2 separate regions of the Tachysurus fulvidraco genome follow, and region 1 is linked to region 2. The links are chromatin contacts, called in public Hi-C maps. All regions are on one chromosome and are shown on one strand. Each heading gives the region's core, a stretch centred on a gene start, on an enhancer-like site or on the middle of the called end of the contact. The rest is flanking DNA. Distances are from core to core; before and after follow the strand shown. Region 1 holds the start of fnta (protein farnesyltransferase/geranylgeranyltransferase type-1 subunit alpha). Region 2 holds the start of pigg (GPI ethanolamine phosphate transferase 2).

Region 1 (2,700 bases), core at 118-2,617, 180 kb before region 2:
TACTCATCAAATACCCATCACATACTCATCACGTATCCAGCTCATCATGTAACCAGCTCAACCCATCATGTACTCATCACTTACCCATCACATACTCATCATGTACCCATCTCATCACATACTCATGTACTCATCACGTACTTATGTACCCATCATGTACTCATCACGTACTTATGTACCCATCACGTACTCATCACGTACCCATCACATAGTCATCATGTACCCATCTCATCACGTACTCCCCATGTACTCATCACGTACTTATGTACCCATCACGTTCTCATCACGTACCCATCATGTACCCATCACACAGATATTTTTCATTTATTCAGTGACTTTAATTATATTAAAGAAGAACTGTAATTGTATTACAAATGATTAAATTCACGTTGTTTTACACGGAATAATTACCATGTCAGCTCTTTCAGCACGTAATAATTAACCAAATTAATCATTGTAAATTTTAATGCGCTTGGAATAGAACCAATCAGGAAACTAATGTTGTGCTCAAGGCTACCTGAATTCCCGGCGGATTTGAACGCTGCATGGTTCTCATAAACACTGAGAACAGCGTTGAACACTTTGTCTGTTCTGATTTTCTGCAGTTTATCGGTCTTGTGAGGAGTCTGGTCGGAGTAATCCATCATTCTTTCTGTTCCTTAATGTTAACAAAGTAACAGAGACATTGACCACGCAGACGAACGTGAATGCACTTTATCAGATGCATTTACTCTGGAGTTTAGTAACTGAACCCTGAGTACAACCGTCTCCTTAACGACCAGTGCTTTGTGACGTAAACTGATTTATATGCTACATTCAGTGGTTGTTAAAGATTAATAACGTTTAAGATTTTAAAGACCGAGTCGCACAGTCTGATTATATTTCCCCCAAAGCTGAAGCTCTTGTTTTTAGCCTTTGGTACAAAACAATAAATAGTTTCATTACAAACACTTTTTAGCAGGTTTTCCCCAACGTAATTTACACTGCACTCCAGCTCTACACATTATTATTATTATTATTATTATTATTATTATTATTATTATTATTATTATTATTATTATTAGTGGTATTATTATTATTATTATTATTATTATTATTATTATTATTATTATTATTAATGGTATTATTATTATTATTTTATTTTTATTATTTTATTTTTATTTATATTTTATTGTTGTTGTTGTTGTTGTTGTTGATTTAGAGAAATACTGAGTCTTAAATGTTCAGGCTGCAATAAATATTATGTAATAAATTAAAATAAATGTATTTTATTTTATTTTATTTGCTTTATCGACATACATAAGTAACTTTCTATTAAAAGTCTCCTGCATCTTAACGTCGGAACAGAACACTTTTATTTTGACACGTCCTCGTCTTCGACAGTCTGTCAAACTCCCTTCTCCTCTCATCATTCCGTTAAGACGAGCTAGCTAGTTCACTTTCATTACAAATGGCATCAGTTGAGGAAATGTCTAACGCTGTGTCCGATGCCTTAGAGGAAGTAAACGCAAACTATGACTATGTGGAAGAAGAATTAAATATGGATCTGGAAGAGCCTCTGAGCGGCGGATATGTGTTTTATAGGTAAATACTGCAGCTTCGTGGCTAGTTTGCTAACTTGCTAATTAGCATAGCCGGCTACTGTAGCTTTTGTGTTCACTTACAGCTTTAGGTAGTTAAACTACTAAACTCACTGGTTACTGTGGTATCTGGGAGAACTTTAGGTATGAGACCATCATATTGGGGCTTCAGGAAAGGTCTTTAGAGCGGTTTTTGGAACAGGAAATGCTACTTAAGCCGGTTATTTACAGCCTGTCTCACTGTACACTATGATGCTTGTTATTTCTAGGCTGTTTTCATCCCTATGCAATTGTTCTGCTACTTTCTTAAGCATCTCTCCTGGTGTGTATTTGGAGTAGTAATTCAGAACCCGTGAACTTTCTGCAACCCTGATAGACCTGATCATATTACATTCATATTACATATTTAAAGTACAAGCTTTTAAACGAAGCTTCTTTGTTTTGTTTTGTTTTGTTTTGTTTTCTTTGAAAAGGGACAGGAAAGATTGGGCAGATCTGGAGCCTGTTCCTCAGGATGATGGGCCAAACCCTGTGGTAAAAATAGCATATTCAGACAGATGTGAGTGAATTTAGCTTGTATACACACACACACACACACACACACACACTCTTTCTCTCTCTCTCTCTCTTTAGTAAACAAAACATACAGTATTTAAATGTGGTGACTTTGTGTCTTTACAGTTACAGATGTGTTTGATTACTTCAGAGCCTTGCTGAAGAATGATGAGAAGAGTGAGAGAGCGTTCGCGCTCACTGCTGAAGCCATTGAACTTAACGCTGCAAACTACACAGTATGGTGAGTTTAGTAAAGTTTTGTGGAAGTATTAGGATATACAAGCGTTGTTGTGACATTGTTTAGATGAACATACCTCGTTTGTGTGTGTTTAGAATGTAAAATAGAGGTGTAACGATACAGACTTCAATTCGGTTCGAATCTCGAAATGATTAGAAGAAGATTTTAATGCACATTTTATTTCTGAGTTATAAACTTTGTACGGTGTGTTTTTTATATATATATATATATATATATATATATATATATATATATATATATATATATATATGAAAATAAGTATTTTTAATATCTATGAGCAGATGTTTAATAGTGTAGAGAAGATGT
Region 2 (2,700 bases), core at 150-2,649:
ACCATATATAGCTGTTGCAGTACACAGTGAAATGAGGCAACGTTTTTCCAGGACTATGGTGTTACATAAAAAAAAGACAGGGCTAAGGACTTGTAAGTAGTCCTAGCCACATAAAGTGCAACTGTGCAACTTGGTGCAAACAGTGCAGGACAAGACAGAAGACAGTGCAGGACAAAAGACAGTACATACAAAAAGTTACAAGACAATACAAAAAGTACAAAAATAAACAGTAAACAGAAACAGCGCCGACCATTGTGAATACTATATGTGAATACCGACTGTTCAAATAATATTTCGTGCAGTAATACTAGAATGAACAGTTTCTTAGCAGCAGGTACTTGAGATAATGTATAAAATTGTGCAAAGACAGCAAATGACTGAAATATTGGATAGTATGTGCAAAGTGACAGATATTATACAGTATGTGCAAAACGTTTGAAATGTTGAACAGTTTGTGCAAAAGAGCAGAAAGTGTGCAAAACAGCATGTAAACAGTTAATCCACCCCATTTAACACAAAGTATTATTAACAAATCATCTGACGTAACGATGTGCTTTGAAAAACAGTTACAAACAAATTTCTACACAGCCACATGCACAGACTCACCTTGATTCTAGGCATGGTGACAGTCGGAGGTCTGGCTTTAGCGATGAAGCTATGAGATGATCCACTCTCCGCTAGGTTCCTGGTGTAGGGCATGAACCTCTTCCCATTGGGCCCAAATACAAAGTCATCTCTTAAAGCATCTATTAACACAATGACTACTCTGTTGAATAATGGAGGAGGCACTTTGGTCGAATTTGGGCTACTTCCTGCAAAAGAAAGACAATATGCTGATGATATATATTACTGATCATCTCCAGAACATAAGAGCAAACTATGGTAACCAGGATCACATTAATATGAAAGTAACATCTCAGTAATGAAGCTCTTTCTTACCTACTACTGGTTCTGCTGGCAGGTCTGATAATTTGCTCTTTGATGATAAAGACGACTTGATTGGAACTGGAAAAAACCCTCTCAAGAAAAGGACAATGCCGAGTAACTCAATAATGAGACAGAAGGCAGAGAACACTGATGAACTCAGCTTCATGTTGATAGATCGGGGTTATTGTTTGTTATTGTTTGTTATTGTTATTATTAGCAGTAGCACTAGTAGCATACAGCATATGACTCCACTACATATCTGACCTTAATCCCCAACCAGTTAACCAAAAACAATGTTCACGAGCATCACAATACTACACCTTGATTTTAAAGAGTCGATAAGTTGGCTGAGCAAACACACAGAACCCCGATCAGTATCTAATATCCAACAGCACACTCTTAATCAATGGACTTTTAAACGAGGTTGTATTTTGACACTTCCGTGTTTTGATTAAAGTCTCGCTACGGCAAGCGAGAAGTTCAAATCGCGTGACACACAAACAGAGAGACACGAGGAAAGCCAGAGGAGAGGCGAGACATCATCTGGCATTAATCTAGACTTTTCTGATTTGAAAACTTTCTGTCCTGCTACTAAAACTAAGCAAAACAGTGTATATTTGAATGTAACAAGTAGAATCCCCTTAGTTTATTCTTAAAGTCCAAATTAACAGGTTTGATTGCCCTTTGTTTACATGGGTTTCCTCTGAGTATGAATGGTGCCCTGCAATGCACCAGCGTCCTCTCCAGGGTGAAATCCCCTGCCTTCAGGATCTGCCACAACCCTGACCAGGATTTCTGTTGTTTTGGACATGAAATAATCCATAATACAGTAGTTTTGGAAATATAAACTTTATTGAGCTGTTGTAAGAAATCAGAAATATCATGGATTCAATGTAATACAATATAATAATCGCATATCATTCATTTATAAACTGATTTTTTGATCAAAATATATAGTATAACATTAGCCATCATTTGCACTTATTCTTTAATTACTAAGAAGGATTGTTTTTGTGTGAAAGGATTTAATCAATCTTTTATGTGTTTACGATGGTCCTCGTTTAGAGTTTTCACTTTTTATTTATTTATTATTATTTTTAACATATATTTCCTTTCTATACTATGAATTCACTGTGTGCTCAATAACAAACACTATATTTACAAGGTTACATGCTTTCTTATGGGCGGGCCTACGTACGATGACGAAAGTTCTTTCTGATTGGACAGTCTTTGTTTTCGTCACGGGTTGAGAGATTCTTATTGGTCTATTTGGTCTCTATTGCTTTGATTGGTTACAGAAGGAGTTTCAAAAATTCAGCGGGAGTTGTGGAAGTTGTTTGAATTACTGACAATATTTCCATTTCCCCTTTTTTTCATTGTTAGCTTTTTAATTAGGTTTTCTCTCTAGGAATCATGTCGTTTTCAAGGGCTCCGTTGAAAAGATTTAATGAACACATTGGTAAGTATGATCACAAAATCCGGTGCTCTGTGTGCTGAATAAAGCGCGTCTATAATAATAATTATAATATCCTGATTAAATGCGAGTGAGATTATAAATACTAGTAAATTATATTGAATGTGACGTCAGTGAAGCGAGCACGCGCACGTCAGACATTTCTGAGTTTTGTATTGATGCTAAATTTAAAAACTAACGACTAAGCAGCTAGTTAACGTTGAACCAGAAATAAACAGACTATTATAACTATCATTAGCTACATAAACCTATTTTAAGTAATAGGACACGTTTAACTCTTGTTGTCCTAGCATAACAAC

What was found. A called contact is a pair of places that touch in the nucleus more often than the background predicts.
Region 1: a contact with region 2 is called in a Hi-C map of muscle, with 7 times the contacts expected there. The contact joins the promoter of fnta here to the promoter of pigg in region 2. A contact is called at or near these places in 2 of 4 Hi-C or Micro-C datasets (muscle and ovary).

Annotation. Positions count from the first base shown.
Region 1 is chr17:15,052,577-15,055,276 of HZAU_PFXX_2.0, reverse strand. It overlaps fnta (protein farnesyltransferase/geranylgeranyltransferase type-1 subunit alpha), which reads left to right and starts at 1,367. Exons shown (of 10, transcript XM_047802584.1): 1 at 1,367-1,584; 2 at 2,054-2,139; 3 at 2,262-2,376. The coding sequence starts at 1,451. LOC113635977 (LRP2-binding protein) reads right to left here and starts at 1,003. Exons shown (of 8, transcript XM_027135794.2): 1 at 518-1,003. The coding sequence starts at 647.
Region 2 is chr17:14,870,938-14,873,637 of HZAU_PFXX_2.0, reverse strand. It overlaps pigg (GPI ethanolamine phosphate transferase 2), which reads right to left and starts at 1,399. Exons shown (of 13, transcript XM_047802273.1): 1 at 940-1,399; 2 at 607-812. The coding sequence starts at 1,093. hmmr (hyaluronan mediated motility receptor) reads left to right here and starts at 1,755. Exons shown (of 20, transcript XM_047802274.1): 1 at 1,755-2,386. The coding sequence starts at 2,341.